Regions from separate parts of the Mus musculus genome. Here region 2 is linked to region 1. A link is a contact called in public Hi-C data. All regions are on one chromosome and are shown on one strand. The core of a region is the stretch at or near the end of the contact, and the rest is flanking DNA. Distances in the headings are between cores, read along the strand shown.

What was found. A called contact is a pair of places that touch in the nucleus more often than the background predicts.
Region 2: a Hi-C map of cortical neurons shows a contact between it and region 1. The contact joins two enhancer-like sites. A contact is called at or near these places in 1 of 39 promoter capture datasets (second pharyngeal arch cranial neural crest), 3 of 484 Hi-C or Micro-C datasets (cortical neurons, cranial neural crest and nephron progenitors), 1 of 115 datasets of contacts at active chromatin or transcription factors (astrocytes) and 2 of 9 other capture datasets (embryonic stem cells and embryonic tail).

The regions. Positions count from the first base shown.
Region 1 is chr7:96,375,437-96,381,456 of GRCm38.p6, forward strand. All of the region lies in intron 2 of Tenm4 (teneurin transmembrane protein 4), which reads left to right. Among named protein-coding and RNA genes, the nearest start is that of Gm15412, 36 kb to the left of the region's middle. Within about 2 kb of position 1,640, at least 12 of the 459 cell types and tissues checked have an H3K27ac peak or open chromatin away from gene starts, as enhancers often do.
Region 2 is chr7:96,908,360-96,914,187 of GRCm38.p6, forward strand. Tenm4 (teneurin transmembrane protein 4) reads left to right here. Exons shown (of 33, transcript NM_001310762.1): 33 at 1-2,734. Among named protein-coding and RNA genes, the nearest start is that of Gm22226, 8.8 kb to the right of the region's middle. Within about 2 kb of position 3,477, at least 17 of the 459 cell types and tissues checked have an H3K27ac peak or open chromatin away from gene starts, as enhancers often do.

The DNA of each region.
Region 1 (6,020 bases), core at 390-2,889:
ACTGCTGGAAAAATGCAAGGAGACCATGTGTGTGAAAATTGATACTATCAGATCTGGCTCAGAGAAAATTATCAACAAATGTTACTGTCCCCTCCATCTGGAAGCTGACAAATTCAATTAACTAGAGCCACCCATTCCCACCCCTACCCTCCACCCCCATTCCCAAGCCTATCCACAGAATCATAAATTTCCTGTCTGAAAAAACAGCTCCATAAATCACCTGGCATGGTCTGAGCGGGGGAATTCTGGCGGGAGTTGGTTCCGTGTGTTCCTCAGTCTTGCTGGCTCAGCCTGCCAGCCTTCCTATAAGTAGAAGGATTCCCACCAGCACAGCCAAAAAGAGGGAAAGATGCTGTCGGTGGATTCCACAGAAGGGCTAATATTAGCGGGGCATAGGATGGCTATGGGTCTATATTTAGAATCTGTGTCTTCAGCCCTTTTGGATGCAGCAGAGTGGAGGGCAGAACGGGGTGGTATTTACAAGAGGCAGGCAGAGCCGCTAGACCAGGCCTTCCTTCTTCTCTCTCCAGGAAGTGGGCAAGCCAACACAAACCAGGGCTGCTGGGGAGGAGGCAGATAGTAGAGGGTACCCCCATAGTGGAACAAAGTAAGGTAGTGATAGAAGTCTTGGGAGAACCCCAGGATTGCTGAATTTGGCTAATGGGAAGGCAGAGGAATAAGCTCTGTGGCCTTCTGGTTTGGGTTGGTAACCAAAGAAGGATGTCCCTGGCTTTATCCTGCAGATGCTTTGGATGGACGTGCCACAGGGCAATGGACCTAGGTCAGAAGAGAGACGTGTATCTTTCACAGACGTCTTTTACCATCCTCCCTCTCACAGGTGGCCTCCTCCTTTCTCTGTTTGCTTTGTGCTTTTCACCCAGAACCTGCCTCGCTGAGGTGCTTCTAGCCCTTCTATATGGACTAAACCAAAATATATACTTCTGCTACATACATGTTATCCTATATCAAACGAGGCCCAAGGAAGAGAGGATGGAGGTATTTGGGGTTTCAGTTACTCCATAGTGTGGGATATACTCTGAACAGCCACACACAGAGGCCTTCATATTTCTCTACAAGTACCACATCCACAGATGCTCTCCAGCACCCCTGGCCATACCTCCTTAGGAGACTTCAAGACTGAATAGAATGTCCTGTTACCTGATGTCTGCCCTGGGTTCTCTTCCAGCAGTTAGGTGGTTTCCTAAGGGGGAGAGACAGTGTTAGGAGGAGAAGGGGAGGGCAAAGGGCTTTCCTGGTGCATCAGGTTTTCTACCCTTCGGTGAGGGAGGTGAATTGGATGCTTACCAGGCCTCTCTGCCTTGCAGTCTATTTATCTGCTGAGTTTTTCGTTGGTATAATGAGAATATAATCAGAACAGCATGTGTTCTCCACCCTGTCCCTACTCCAATAAAATCCATGTGACCCCAAGGAAAATGGAGATGACTTAGGCTTTTTCACATTCTGGTGTTCTCGTTCACTCCCCTTTCTGGAGTCTTAGACAAGCTCAGAGGCCTGTCTACACAGGGTGGCAAGGATAGCCCACAAGCCGGGATAATCTACTCTCTACCCTTAGGCCCTGTCTGAATCTGTAATTATGGCGTGGGCCTGGGTGGGCAGGTTGCCCCCATGAGAGGCTGGAGACTATCATGGGCCTTCTGCATGTACTTTCCACCATTATGGAACTGTCTGTTATGGTTCCTGGAGCGAGCTTTCTCTCTTCCCTTCTCATCTTAGAGCACTGTTCTCTCAGTTGGTTTGCTTGTTTGCAGTCTGTGGGCACAGTGTTGTCTCCCCTGCAGACTCCAGAGCACATGGCTGAGTTGGCGTGGACGCAGGCTCACCCCACTTAGCCTACAGGCATTTTTGACACATAAATAAATAGCTCTGAGAGCAGCTGATGTTTCCAGGTAAAATGTTTGCACATGGTATGTATCTGGGAAGCAGAGGCACGCTCGCACGCATACACACATAGACGTTGGAGAATTAAAAACATAACATGCACAACTCTACTACTCACACATGCCTGGCCCCTGGAGATTTCACTGGGAGCTGTTTCTTCCTGCAGATGGATTAGGAGTTTGTGATTTTTAGAATCATAGAATGTCAGGGAGGGAGGAACACAGCAGATTATTCAGTTAGGGGATTTCAAACATACTGACCTCCATCACCCATCTTCAAAGAGAATTTTATAGAGACCTTCGAGATACAAAACAGAAGAACAGATGTGTTCTGGATAAAGTGAAGAAGAGGAAGGAGGGGAGGCCTGGATTCCACTGAATGCAGTGTGAAAGGCAGAATACTCAGCACCCTCCAGGAAACTGGGGCCAGAGGAAGAAAGCCTCTCGCTTGGCGTCCCATGACAACTGAAGGATGAATTCAAAAATGGAACCAGAAGCCATACCATGGGGAATGACAAATCACAGCTGAAATAAGATGGAAATATAACTGACCTTTGGCATCTGTGGAAGATCAGTTCCAGGAAGGCAAGCCATGAATAGCAAGGGCTAAGGACACACAAGTACCTCATATAGAATGGCATGGTATTTGCCTATAACCTAGGCACATCTTTTAGGATACTTAGAATCATCTGTTGGTTGCTGAGAATATCCAGTCCAGTGTAAGAACAAAGGGATGATGTTGTTTAGGAGATAATGATAGAAATAGTCTACACATCTCAGAATAGATACAATGCTGCCTGAATAATTCATATTCTCTCTCTCTCTCTCTCTCTCTCTCTCTCTCTCTCTCTCTCTCTGTGTGTGTGTGTGTGTGTGTGTCTGTGTCTGTGTGTGTCTGTGTGTCTGTGTCTGTGTGTCTGTGTCTGTGTGTGTGTGTTTACACACTTTACTATGGCATGTACATCAAGGCCAGAGCACAGCTTTGTGGAGTTGGTTCCTACTTCCCACTATGTCCTGGATATCAAACTGGACTTCAACCTTCAGCCACTGATCTTTCTCCCCTGACCCTCCTTGGCTGTTTGAACAGTAGTTCTTCTTTCCACTGAGTATCAAACCAGCCATCTTTCTGCTATGATGGTTGCTATGGTTTTGTATGTAAATAGCTCCCCCTCACACACACACACACACACACACACACACACACACACACACACACATCAATTTTCAGCAGAATCACCCAGCATCATAGACAGGAGTGTCAATGTATCTGTTTTACATCACTGCTGCTCAGGGCTGGGGTCTTCTCAGAGGAGGGGTAGACATGGAAGCCCCAACCACTCTCTGTTCAGTTAGCTAGGCTCCTTGCTTACCTGTTTGACCAAGATTTCATTGGACAAAACAGAAACAGAAACAGGGGGAGCTACTTTAAACAAAAGAACATCAGAAAGTCCCATGATATAGGTACCTTCAAAGGAGTGAATCTGAACCCCCATTTACCTGACTCTTTGGAAAGATATTGACCTTACTATGACAACGGACTGAAAGAGCAAACCTTCTTCAGTCATGCAGGACTAAAGTTTGTCCTTTTGGCCTCAGTAAATCTGAGAGAATTTCAAGCTTGGCACCACCTACAGTTCCTCATGGAACTTGAAAACAAACATGGTCCCAGATCTAAACAGAGGAACCCTCCTGCCAATTGTTCTAAACCCCCAATGCCTATCTAATTGTTCACCTTTGACCTACTTAAACATTTAGTACCTAAGGTGATTCTATCAACTCCCTCTGCCTGCAGTTGCCAGCTTGGCCATCTCAACCGTCTAACCCAATTGATGCTTGACACCCTTCAGCTGAATACTCCAGAGGAGTTCTTGGTTTGCTGGCACCGATGGGTGATTTGGAGATCCCAGAGCTGTGTAGATCCCCACCCTGCAGAGAGCAAGGCATTACACCACCTTCACATCTTTGCAGGAGTCTCTCTAATCCACTAGTTGTAGTTTGTTGCTGACGTTAAATCCAATAAATTCATGTCTGGCAGTTTGATTCTCCACATGTTTGAGAAGTTTGAAGCTTTAAGGTGAATTAAGGAGACATCACTGATGGACTTTGGGAGTCAACCTATGGGGATAAGGTCTCTCTGGGTAGACTCATGGGTCCAGGTCCCATCTCAGCTCTGTCACATGCTCGAGGGGGAGGGTCAACCTCAGACTGGCTACTTCTTTCTCTCAAAAATGAGGAATATTCAGGAGGATTCAGGGAGGCAGATGATGAGATGTAGATGAGGTTGGCCTACAGTGCAAGCTTTAGGGCTGTGTAGGAAGATCCTGCCTCAAACAAGCAAGGAAAATGACAAACAGGAATCCTTTTGATAAGTATTTATACTACAAAAAGAATAGCTGGTCCATAGTGGGGACCCAGTAAACAGCCATTCTTTCCATCTGGTTCCTGGAATATCTGTGAAGCCTTAGACCCCTGACTCCATGTAGTGTGACCCAGATCCAAGCTAGACACTTCTACTAAAGAGTACTGCCCAATAACACTCGAGGGTGAAGCTCCAGTAGATGGAGGATGTGTGCTAACCAGATGTCTTTGATTTTGAGAGCAGTAACTTACTGGTTTCCAAATACTATAATACTCTCACATTGCAGGGTTTCCTATGGCTAGAGGCTGCCATGGCTTATACGGCCTTGTAGGAATTTTCTGCCTTTAAAGAATGTCTCATAAGATACTGATGCTTTCTATAGTTCAGGAAGTTGTCATTGATCCCACTTCAACTTCATGAAATTGATGTTCAGAGGTCCTTGTGGCCCAGGTCCTATTCCGGACCACATTGCATCACTTATTGTTCAATCTGTGGAACCATTATGGGTGGCAGGGATAGTGAGTCTCACTCATTAGATGGTAAACCGAGTCTCTACCAAGTTAAGGCACTTGGCTACATAGATTTATTAGAGGATAGAATTGGACTAATGTCTATGTGATTCTTGCTATTGTGGGTAGATGTATGTGTTAGGAGGGGGCAGCTTGCTTCTTTTCACTTTTTTAGAGCCAGCCCTGAGCAGATCTATGTGCAAGGCCTGAAGGCATCTTCATTTTAATTAGTAAAATAATCTCCATTGACTGTTATCTGCTGTGCACTAAACACATCCTTGACATTAAAGCTTCACTTATAAACAAGATATAGTTAAAGCTGAAGAAATCCAAACAATAGCAATTCATTTAATGAGTGTTTTTAAGAGCTGTAAAAATGGTACAGGCATATATGAGAGAGGTCCTGGACCCGGGAGAAACTTCTAGGAGGATATACCCTGTGATCTGAAAGTTTGAGCAGCTGAGTAAGTTGGGGTGGTGAGGTTCTGGTCTGGAGGACCAGCATGTTAGAAGTCAGAGAAAAAGCACCCACCCGGATAATCTGAGGTTAGCGGAGGGTTCCATGATAGCCAGGAATATGGTTAGTCCTCATTGATATGCACTATAGACACAAAATACACGTGGAGTTAAGAAACCACATGGGAAAAAGTGTCAAGCATCACATTGATGGTTTTTTCTATTTTGATCATTTATTAGAATAATAATTTAAATAAGCCATGTTTGTAAATAAAATTAAAGCCGTCTTATTAAAACTGACATTTTCTTTTCTCTTGTAAAATCTACCAGCATTACATTTGTGACCCACAGTGTATTAAGACTTAATCCATCAGGGCATAGGAAGTGTCTCAAGGGTTGAGAACTTGGAAATATAAGTTAGGGAGATTGGGATTAGAAAGTGTGTGATTCTGATACATTTCCTTTAAACTCATTTACTCCCCAAAGCAGCTCGAGAGGAAAAGATTGTTCAGTTCATGTGTGTGGCTCAGACACAGGGATGATGTACCAAGTGGTCCTCTGTTGGTCTATCTACACATCAGTGCTCACAGCATGCCACTACTAAGGTACAATCTGAGCTCATAGCCTTTCTATTCTCTACACTCCATCCCTGGCTGCCAGCCAGTTCCTTGGTTTGATTTTCATTTGAGGGTCTGTCACTAGAAAGTCATCATGCTAAAGATTGGCTTTTTCATGCTTCTTGTTTCTCTCCCATTACTAGACAGCATCTGAAAGACCAGCTACCTCTCTCTTAGTTCT
Region 2 (5,828 bases), core at 2,227-4,726, 530 kb after region 1:
GCCTTACAGAGTCTTAAGAATATGACATGAGTTAATGAAACCAAGAAGGTCTCTTACCGCAGGAGAATCGGAGCAGTGTGTAGTTCTGCCTGGCAGAGAGAGGTGTCCAAAGCGTGTTGGGGGAGGGGAGATCTCGCCTTATGTTGTCCCACTGGGATAAGAGGATGTGTTTCGTTAAGTGCTCTTCCTGATTCCAAAAAAAGAAAAAAGAAAAAAAAAATCCGTCACGCTGTTGCAACCGTGTGCCACAGCCTGCTCTATCCACTGGTTGCTCATTGCCTCTGGATCAAAGCTCTGCTGGGTCAGATTTGATGCCCTCTCAGGCCCACAGTACCTAGCGCGAGCTGTAATGCAGACCCCCTTCTGGTATGATCATTCTTGGGTGGGATAGAAAATAGTTTGACCTGAAACACATGGGTTTTTCTGTATCCAGAAGACATATGCCCCTCAAAATGTACGTTTGCTGTAAGGGTCCTGTGGGCAGAGTTGTCCTGTGAGTTGGCCTAGTTGATCTGTCCCATACTGGCTGCCTGACATTGGCTGAGATCCGCCGGGGTCATTTACTTATAAGACAGAGAGACAGCATGTGACCCAAGGGACCATCTCCTTGTAGCTGTCCAGCCTGTGACTTCCTCCTCTGTTGTCTCCCTCCCTCAAAGACTATATTTTTAGGCATCAGTGAATACCATGAGATATGGGGTATTCTTCTTTAAAAGGAATGATCCCATATTCTTCCTGGACTGCCACCCCAGAGAGGAAACAGGCAAGCATCCCTGAGCTGTATAGGACCTCAGCTGTAGGCCAGACAGTGCCATGTGCCTCCCTTGACACTGATGCTGTCCTCCCTGAACTATGACCTTGGCTCCTTTCAGTTGGATTCCACCTCCCAGGTGTGTTTAAAGGCACAGGCCACAGTTCCTTTCGCCCATTTAGGAGACTTTAAATATAAAATGCCATCCTGGACAGCTCCCGCTCTTTCGACACTCATTACATCTATCCACTTGAGAGAGTGACCGGGTCTTCCTCACTGGTGGAAGTTTGTGATTCTGATGGGAGTTAGCTTCTGAACCTCTAAGGATTGCTTTTGCATAGTTCCCACCTTCTCCACCCTCCACAACTGCCAATTAGTCCCCCAGCCTCAGCCCCTCCTCCAAGACCTTAAACAAGACTTTATTAGTTTCTGACCTCGTCTTTTATACCCTGAGACCCCCTTTATGGTCATCTCCCAGGCAGGCATCACTAGATGGTATTGTGGTGATATTGACTCCATAGTAAACCACACTTTAGCCTTTAACACTTGGCTCAGAGCCACTGGTGGAAAACTAGCCCAAGGTCCACACCAGTGCCTGACTCTACTGAAGGATGCTGGGCTTGAAAGAAACCCTAGGAAGCTAAAGGGAGACTGCTGAGGCTGGACAAGTGCCTGAAAATAAGAGGGATTGCATGGGGAGGGGGGCAGATGATGAAGAAGAGCCGAGTAAGCTGAGTAAACTGGCTTTATAGGCTTGAGGCAAGGGAAGAAGAAGAAAGGGCCTTACAACTGTGACTTAAGTGACTGCCTTTATAGAGAAGGTTTTCAGTGTGACATCTTAGAACACATCTTTGCCATTTGCAGTCCTTGTGTTTCTGCTGGCCATGTGATGTGGTGAGAGCAGTGACATTGGGCTTTGTACCCGGGGAGATGAGCTGGCTGGCTTCCAGCAGAGGGCTGGGCTTTGGGGTTAAATCACCCATTACACAAAGATGAGTGTGTCCTTCATCCCTCACATCAACTGCTTAGCCCAGGTTATGCCGATTCTGGGGTAGGAGGATTCACCTCCCATGGGGTCCCAGTCTCTCCTCTCTCCCGGGATCTTCATCAGGACTAAAAGCCCTCCACGAGAGGCACACCGTCCCCAGCTAGGTCAAAACCATTGTCTATATTTTGTGAGAGGGGACGGAAGTAAAAAATGAACTCTGTGGTTCAAGACCTTTTTATTTAGCCTTCCCAAAACAGCAAACTCATTTTAAAGACTCATTGCTCAGGTGACTGAAACTTTATCCTCTCCAACCCATCATTCTCAAAAACCAGCCTTGTGTACTTGACTGCCCGGAACAGTGGCGGGCTATGCGGTTTCACGGTGTTGTGGAAGATCAAAGGTGGGGAAGCATGGGGTGGGAACCCTGTGTTGTGTTTCAGAGGCCTCGGTGGGGCCCTGTGTTGTACTTCTTACCCTCTGGGGAATGCCAAAGGCGTGAGACTGGGCTACTTCCTAGTCCCTAAGAAAAATGTGATTGATTCTAAGGGCTGATGGTTCAGGGCTGACTGCCCGTGGGCAGGCTCGGCTGTCCCCGCAGAAGCTGACCCACAGATGTCTGGTGGTTCCCAGCAGCTCTAATCCACTCATCACCAGAACCCCACTGTTCTAAATGTGCCCGTCATTCTGAGGACTTCTGAACCCGCAGCTCTGGCAAAGGACGATAATGAGCTGCCTCTGGATGACCAACACTGGAGACTCTGGCCTTACCATGTGGAAATAGTTTTCCTGAAGTCTGGAACTAATTTTGAGAAGTTTTTTTCTCAACACTTTTGTGTTTCTAACACTGTATTCTTGACTGTGTAAATACCAACAAGGCTGTAAATAAATGCAGATGTAGATACCTTCTAGAAAAAAGGGGGGAAAGCATAAAAACAAAACCAGAAGTGATCCCGTGTAGCCTTCGTTGACAAATAAAAGACTATTTTGTGTTTAAAGGTGTGCAGTGGCCTTTGTTGGGAGACAGTGGCAGTTACCAGGAGGGCTGGAGGAAGACCCCCATCTTAGTCCCAGAGTCCCTTGCAGGTCCTACCTGTCATGAACAGCGGTGTCTGGAGGATCACAGAAGACCAGAGGCCTCACTTACTAAAAGATGAGGTACACACAGAGGCAGCTCTCACCTTAGCTAGTGCCAAACTGCCTTAAGCTGTGTCCTAGCCTGGTTCTTATGCTCACTGGCTTCAAAGACAGATTCCAAGGGGCAGGAACACCTGGCCCCATCCACCACCAAACGCAGGACCTGCCACAGAGTTACTGCACCTTACAAATTAACAGGCGCGTGTTCAACTGAGACGTGATAATAACCACATAGTACAACTTAGGGAGAGAGGAGAAAAACTCCTTGAGTAGTGTAGGTGTTTTCCTGCTGTGTTCTTTTCTTTCCAATCTAGCGTAGTTCTAATCACAGTGCGTGGGAACCTCTCTCTTTTAATCGCACACTTAAGCTATGAGACCTCAGTGTCAGGGGTGAATGCTGGTAGTCTTGAAGAGATTATTTACTGAGCCCAGCTCCCGGGTGTATGTGGCAAACTTTATGAAAATTCAAACAACCGTCCTTCTAAGTCAGGAATGCCATCCCACTCTCATTGACCCCAGGTTGGCCCATGCTAAGCTCTAGGGAAAGGAGGGTCAAGCTATAATAGGCCCCTTCCTTCCATGCAGGCTGGATGGAGACATCACGGCAGAAGTGACAGGCAGCATCAGCAGCGCAGCCCTCCACTGTGAGCCACCTCAGCATGGACAGGGGTTCCGGTGCTACGACCTGACCTTTGGTCACTGAGGTACTCTGCACGCCAGATCGTGCCTCTCCATGAGGGCATGGTGACACAGACCTCCTGGTCGATTTCTTCTTGTGTCACTTAAAGAAGGATGTATGTAAAGTAGCTCACTGCTCAGAACACCATGCCCCCTCTGCCCAGCCCAGCCAACCCAGACCCTTAACTGCTGTCCAAAGCTTAGCACTCTGTACTCTATAATGTTTCTCAAGCTTTGACTTGCAGTTTATGAACGTATAGCACCTCCCCCTCCCCCTGAATTCCCAAATAAGCAGGCCTGGAGGGTAGCCCCAGAACATGCAGTTCTAATCGGTTCCCAGGTATTACTGCTTTGAGAACTGCTGGTAACTATGCTACCCTCAATGCTGTGTACATAATAAATTGTTTAATGTGTGTGACACTTCAGATGCCCCGAGTCAGCAGAACCTCCCCTTTCTCCCAGTGGGCAGCTGCGCTAGCCCACACCCCGACACCCCTACCCCATCTACCTTTCCCTCTGCATGTACCACAATGGGCTGCCTGAGCTCTTGGACCACTCAGTCAAGCCCCAGACTTTCGCCTGTCAGTTGTTCACACACAGTCTTCACACCTGGCTGAAATCAACTCAAAACCTTTTGGACACTCTTTCTGCTCTCACAAGATGCCCCCAGTGCGTCCTCTAAAGCTGACCTGAGCTGTTCAAGACGGGGCCACTTCAGGAGTGAGCTCCTCTCCAGGTTAATCAAAACTAAATTTCATCCTCTGTGTGTTCCCAGTGTCCCAAATACGAGTCCAGCGCCTCATCCGTTGAAGGTTGGCCTCTCTTTGACTTCAGGGTCCAGTCCCTCCAGTGGAGAGTCATCAGTCCACAGCTGCCCCGAAGAGCCAGACACTTCTGGCCCTCTCTACACTCCAGTAAAAGTTGCTAGGACAGCTCACCAAGACTCAGTGGGGTTGGCTGTTGAGAATGAACACACAGGGCCTTCGGTCACCTCATTCAGAGAGACTGGTAGAGTCCTGTGTCCTGCCCCAGAGTGAACACGTGATGAGGGTCCGTGGGTTAGAAATGAATGCAGCCAAGATGACAGGACTTCCAGTTAGCAGTGGATGGGGCTCTAGGTACCTTTGCTCACCAGTTTCCCCTGGGTTCTGCCACAGGAAGCACTCATAGATGTCTGTTAGATGAACGGTGCACACATCTCTGATTCTGTAACAGCCCACCCCACCCTCTGCCAGGTCTCTGGACCTCTCCCCACTTTGATTCCTATTCTATAACTGACTGCAAAAGCACACAGGAAGTGCTCCCCACTAAGTGAGTGCTACTCAACTCTGAGGCCAAATGTCTGCCCCAGCCTCCCTGACCAGATACTTCTGGGGACAAGCACTGTCTGGTTTAATGGTGAGATCTCAGCAGAGAGAGTAAGAGTTGCCTCTAGACAAGGTGCTGTCTGCATTAATCCTGATTGAACCCACACCATAGGCAAGAGGTGGGATTGGCAGGTGAGCTGTAGGTTCATGACTTGTGTTTAAGGATGGAATCAGAATGTGAGTCCAGGATTCCCTAGTGCCACATTCTAAGCTATGTTGGTATTAAAGTTAGGGAGCCAAGGAATTTCCCATATGAAGAGACTGAGGAATGAATACCACCTTTCATGTGTCCAGCAGGTCCCCATCAGCAGACACAGGATTGCCTGAGACTGTATTCCACTCCCATACTTGGAGCCAGCCTCATGGGCAGTGACCAGAGCTCCATGACCAGTGCAGCCCCACAGAGCTCCATGCTTAGAAGGGCTCGGCTCTCCCTGAGTTCAGTGTTCTGCTGTCACCATCTTGAATGCCTGTTTCTTCTTCTTTTCAAAGGGGGACTGTCTATTTTCATCTTATCCTGGATTATGCAAACTATGTGACCAGTCATGCCCAGATTGCTTATCCAGCGTTGATAATCTCTCAGAATTCTAGGACATTCTCAAGACCCTGAGACACAGAGGACCCCAGATTCCCAAAAGAGTGGGTATCCAATGGGCAAGAAAATCCTTGCATGTGTTGGCTTAGGACTGACTCGCATCAAGAGAACCCAGGAAACTCACACCTGATGATAAACATTCGAGCTACAATGCCCTTGCACACACAGGCATGTGTCTGAAGCCCATCTCCATGTCCACCCAAGTCTCACTAGATGACCACAATGTATTTATATGAGGACAATGATTCTCTCTCCTCAGAGATGTTTGCCAGTTTTCCTGATCATCCACTAAGTCGCACTCATGATTTCTTCACA